2 separate regions of the Rattus norvegicus genome follow, and region 1 is linked to region 2. A link is a contact called in public Hi-C data. All regions are on one chromosome and are shown on one strand. The core of a region is the stretch at or near the end of the contact, and the rest is flanking DNA. Distances in the headings are between cores, read along the strand shown. Region 1 overlaps Actn2 (actinin alpha 2). Region 2 has its middle 16 kb from the start of Heatr1.

Evidence for each region. A called contact is a pair of places that touch in the nucleus more often than the background predicts.
Region 1: a contact with region 2 is called in a Hi-C map of psoas muscle, with 4 times the contacts expected there. The contact joins two enhancer-like sites. A contact is called at or near these places in 5 of 12 Hi-C or Micro-C datasets (Schwann cells, hepatocytes, liver and 2 more).

The regions. Positions count from the first base shown.
Region 1 is chr17:62,891,419-62,894,227 of GRCr8, forward strand. Actn2 (actinin alpha 2) reads left to right here. Exons shown (of 21, transcript NM_001170325.1): 14 at 170-310; 15 at 1,454-1,636. Among named protein-coding and RNA genes, the nearest start is that of Trnas-aga47, 9.5 kb to the left of the region's middle. Within about 2 kb of position 1,338, at least 2 of the 93 cell types and tissues checked have an H3K27ac peak or open chromatin away from gene starts, as enhancers often do.
Region 2 is chr17:62,799,986-62,802,976 of GRCr8, forward strand. No RefSeq gene overlaps it. Among named protein-coding and RNA genes, the nearest start is that of Heatr1, 16 kb to the left of the region's middle. Within about 2 kb of position 1,471, at least 2 of the 93 cell types and tissues checked have an H3K27ac peak or open chromatin away from gene starts, as enhancers often do.

The sequences.
Region 1 (2,809 bases), core at 88-2,587, 91 kb after region 2:
GCAAACACAGAGTCTCTCGGAGACCTGTGGGTCTTACCATCATTCCAGCAGTGACCAGGATAAATAATACTTTATTGATCCAGAGACATATTCCATGTGTTTGCACATCTTGGGATTTTTAGAAAGTGTATTTAATCTGAGATAACACTTGCTTCTCTTCAATCTTCAGAGAACCGAGAAGTTGCTAGAAACAATTGACCAGCTGCACCTGGAGTTTGCCAAGAGAGCTGCGCCCTTCAACAACTGGATGGAGGGCGCCATGGAGGACCTGCAGGACATGTTCATCGTCCACAGCATTGAGGAGATCCAGGTGAGGGGCTCAAGCTTGTCCTCCTTCCGTTAGTGTGTATTTGCTGTGTGAAGGGATGCTTTTGGTTCAAGTGTATCCTGTACCAGACGAAGTATTTATTCTGCGTCACCCTCTCTTATCCCCATATCTGCTAATTTCCATCCTTTTCTCAAATGGCCCCTCTTCTGTTTCCATTACACATATATATGCATATGTGTATGACTTAATGTGAGTATAAGACCTAAGGTTCTGGGCTAGTAAGATGGCTCTTCTAGTAAAGGCACTTGCCCCCCAGTCCTGCCGACCTGAGTTAAGTCACCAGAATCCACGAGGTGAAAGGGCAGGATTGACTCCTACAAGTTGTCCTCTGACCTCCACACGACATTCTATGTCATGCGTGAACACACACGTACAAAAGTAAAATGCACCTTTCTAAAAGGAAAATGAGGTTCTAGATTGAGGGAGACACTTGATGTTGACCTCTGGTTCCCACGAACACCAATATGCATGTAGCACACATGAGCACACCCATACAAAAGCACCTCCAAGATAGCACCTGCTCCCCGCCAACCCAAAGTGTTCTACTTGTATATCTCTTCAGAACATTCAAGTCTATAAATTAGCTTGCTGGCTTTAGTGTTAGGGAGAAAAGTTACTGTCAAGTGACCAGGACCCTGTTTATTCATAATCCATTTATGATGAATTTGGGCTACAATAGATTACAAAGAAAATATACATTTGTTTTTTAACAAAAGATATGTCATGAAGCCTGGGTTTAGTCAGTAAAGTGTTGCCTTGTGGGTACAAAGTCATAAGTTCAATTCCCAAGAATCTACATTTTAAAAAAAATTGGGCATGAAAGCATATGCTTGTAGTCCCAGACTGACCCAAAGAGAGAGCGGCCAGGCCAGTGAAAGTCCCTGTCAAACAAGATGGACCTCTGCCCTCTGGATACCCGTAAACACACACAAGGTTTACACTAAACGTCTGAACGCAGTGGTACATGCCTGCAATCCCAGAAGCTGGGATTGGAGAAGGAGAATCAGGAGTTCAGGGTCACACGTGACATTCGAGGCCAGTCTGGTTACTTGAGATCATGTCTAAAGATAAACGCGCATTTGATGCCCCAGTCGGATTGGTTCTCTGCACTGCCCCCTGCTGTAGAGTCTGATCACCGCACATGAGCAGTTCAAGGCCACGCTGCCCGAGGCCGATGGGGAGCGGCAGTCCATCCTAGCCATCCAGAATGAGGTGGAGAAGGTGATCCAGAGCTACAGTATCCGGATCAGCTCCAGCAACCCCTACAGCACTGTCACCATGGACGAGCTGCGCAACAAGTGGGACAAGGTGGGCAGCCGCGGGCCGGCGTGGGGGGTGTGGGTTGATGGGGGAGGGCAAGGCGGTCTGTGGGTTGGTGATGGGATGAGGGAAGGGTTATGCGGAAGGAAGGAAGGAAGGAAGACCTTGGGATGGAGGATGACCTAATTCAGCATCACCCTCCGACTTCCCTCCCTTCCAGATTTTATAGACGTGTTGAATGGTCCTGCTGTTTGGCAACCTCTGTGATTTGTGAAGAAAAACAATAGAAGTTATTTCCCTTAAAGAAAGTATTGTAAATTTTGGCAAAGTAAATATTGGTTATGATAGTAATACTTTCAGGGAAACATTTTAAAATCCTGGCCTGAGATGGCTCCTCAGTGGGTGAAGGCGTTTGCTGCGCAAGTCTGGGGCCCTAGGTCCAATCCGCAGAACCCACGTAGAGGAAGAAGGAGAGAAGAGAGCACACAGTTGTCCTCTGGTTTGCACATAAATGCTATCCTGCACACACACACACACACACACACACACACACACACACACACACGCACACGCACACACATACACGGGGGGGGGCGGGGGACACAGAGAGAGAGAGAGAATAAAATATAAAATAAACTTTAAAAACCCAGGCCTGGCAGGCCTGTAGTCCTTTTTGGGAGGCTGGAGATCAAAATTTCAAGGTCACCCTGGGCAACCAATCAAGTTTAAGGCTAACCCAGGTCATGACTCACATTATAGAGTGAAAAAAAAAGGTTGAGATGGGCTCAGTGGCAGACCTTAGGTTTAACAACCCCACTGAATAAAGTCAGGATATGGTGAAGTACGTGCCCTGCCTCCTTATGAAGGAACACATTTACAAGAGGATGCAATGGCAACCCGATGACCTTGAAATAGACCGGAGTGTATGTGTCGACCTCGAGACAGTTGCAGGGGCTCGCCTGGCATAGGGATGCCTGGTGGCTGTGTGGCAGTCATGGGTTCTACTGAATCCTGATGCCCACATCCATAGATGAAGGAAACGCTAACCTTTGATCAGGGAACATGAAAATAAAGATGCCACTCTTCCCCACATTCAAGCTCATGATTCTGCACTGTGGTCCCAGCCCCCATGGGCTTGGTGCCACAGGGAGAGAACTCCTCTTTGAGGAACAGCCCTTGGATAGACTCTTAAATCCCTTGACTAAGCTGCCCTTTCAGAGC
Region 2 (2,991 bases), core at 221-2,720:
TCTCGTGGCTGTGATTTTCTTTCAGCTGCCAGCATAATGTCCTTTGTTTCTTTGTTTGGCTTAATGATAATTTTACTTCTTGCTGTCATTTTGTTGCCTTTTTATGCAACATAGGCTGGCCTTAAACTCACTATGCAGCCTAAGCTGTCTTTGAACTCATGACCCTCATGCCTCAACCACCCAAGTTCTGGGATTAGAGGCACATACCACCATTACTACCAAAAAGTAGGTTTACCTTTTAGTTACCTTTACTGAGACATTGTTTACATATAAAAATTATGATAAAAACATCCACATTGATATTTTACAGTGTCCTGTTCTTAATAGCCCCTATGTTGTATTCATCTTCCTTGTGTATACAAAGGGGAACTTGGCCTCTGGGTATAATGATTGAACTGGTGTAGCCTTACACCACAATGTATATAGTTTAAGGACCCTTGATACATCTTTGACCTCTTTCACATTTCCCCTGCCTTTTCCCCTCACTGTGAGCCACTCTGAATGTGAGATATACTTCCTCTTCAAGACCTTTGTGCTTATTGTTCTCTTCTCTTAGCTCTTGACCATAACCTGGTTAGCTTCAACTATTAACTTGACACAATTATCTGGGAAGGAAGCCTCAGTAGAAAAAAATTGCCTGTGGGCATGTCTCTAGGGGGAGTCTCTTGATTGGTAATTGTCCACTATGGGTGGCATCATTCCCTAGACAGATGGTCCTGAACTAATGGGAAGGTTAGCTGTGTATGCCTCTAGCCAGCAAGCATAATTCTCTATGGTTCCTGCTGTACTTCAGCTATGAAGTGAGTTCCTTGGTCAGAGACATTGCTCCATAGAACATCAAGCAGGTCTGTACACCCACTCATTTTTAGTGAGCCCTGGCCTGAAGATTTCACAAAAAGCTACAAGTCATCGGCACTATCGTAAGACCTCTTCTTTTTCCTTTAGCACATGTCGCTCAATATGCTAAATGTACCTATCTGACTTGTTTACCATCTGTCCCTCAATACAAAACACAAGCTCTGTACGTGCAAAGATCCATGTCTGCCTTTCTTCCTGTGTCACTTCTGCAGCGTCTGGAACACAGACTGACAGGTATCAGGAACTCAATAATTATTCTTTGGATTTCATATCAATTTGACAAAAGCATTTCATTTTTCCATAGTACAATCCCCTGATGCTCTTCGCAGATTGACAAGATGGCACTAAATCACAGAGATGACTCACAATTCTGCCTTAATGCTTCAGCCCTTTTAGCAACAAGCAACAAGCTCTTGGTGCTAGGTGGGTAAGACAGAAAGAGCTGGGAAAACATAGGGGGATTCAATGCACAGTCAAAGATTCCACAAGGTCACTTAGAAGCCAATTAATTGGACCTCCTAAAGTTACTTTCAGAGCACCATCGGGTACAAAGGGGCAGCTTCAGAGAAGCCTGAGAAGACTGCAAGGTGCCAGAACCTGAAACTAGATCTGCCCCACGGGAAAGGCTGGCCCTGGAAGGACAGGGACAGGTACTTTGAATGCCAAGGGCATTTAGTGTATCTGGGAGGATGTTGTTCTGAAGACAGGGGAATCAGAAAGTGTTATAGGGGGCCCAGAGGAAATGACGTCATAACTCTGTTGGGAAGTAGACATCAAGTACTCACAATCTAAGATCATGCTTAGAAGACAGGCTTGTCAAAAACACCGAAAAAGAGGACTAAGGACGTAGCCCAGTTGGTAGAGCCCCTGCCTAGCATGTATGGGCGTCGGGATACAGTCCCTGTCCCTGCAGTTAGCAGGCGTGTTAAATGCACACCTGACGTCCAGCACTTGGGAGATAAAGGCAGGAGGATCAGAAGTTCAAGAATAGCTTTAGCTACATGGAGAGCTTCAGGCCAGCTTGGGAATACATGAGACCACAAACAAACACAAAAAGAACAAAAGTATTTGAGGGTGAGCTACAGGATACGGAAAATCGTTAATATAAAATTCATGTATGTAACAAATGACTCATGTGAGAATATTTTAAAAATTGTCCCAAAACAATAAACATATTTATGGGTGTATGTTTGTATATGCACATATACCCATATGTGTGTGTGTGTGTGTGTGTGTGTGTGTGTGTGTGTGTGTAATACAGAAACTACCAAAATGACCACTTGATTATTAGGGTGGAAGGTTTTATTGTGAGTAAAAGAGAGGAAATATCCAGAGACTTCTGGAAGATCCAGAGCAGAGAGAATAAAAATCAGATTGGACATGGCTAAGGTTAGGAAAATGGGATATGGGAAAGTCTGGGGTATAAGGAGGCTGAGTAGCTGTGGGGAGGGAAGTCTGTGAGCTGGAGCAGGCCTAGGAGTATAGAAAAGAAGTGGTGGGGATGGTGAATAGGGACTGCAGGAGCCTGGAAGCTAGCATGGGCTTCAGCATGCTGGTGGTGCCACAGTTACTTGTCACTGGAGAGCCATGTGTTTCTTCTGCCAGAAGCAAGGGAAGCAACTCCTTTCCTCAGTTAGAAAACAAGTTCCTGGGGAATGCTGGCTTTTAACAGACCACCAGAAATCCTCTGTAGTTCTTCTTGAGCTCATTTCTGCATTCTCCGAGACCTAATCAAACATGCTCAATTCCACACCAGTAGAAAAATGAGCAGAAACCTCAATGGTCATTAAAGCAACAGTGATGCTATCCACATTACAGGTAGCCCATCAATCAGAGCCACCATGAGGCTTCCCCACACAGGACCAGCAAGGCTGGAGCAAGAGACTGTCAGGGTCTCAAGGGTCTGAGAGTAGACCTCAGTCCTCTTTTTCCATCCTGGAAAAGAGAACAAGGGAGAGACAGACAGACAGAGACGGAGGAGAGCAGAGAGACAGAGAGACAACCATGATAGGAGCTGGGCATGGTAGCTCACATCTTTAATCCCAGCACTCAGGAGGCAGAGGAAGCAGATCTCTGTGAGTTTGAGACCAGCCTGGTCTACTTCCAGGCCAGCCAGGACTGTACAAAGTGCGG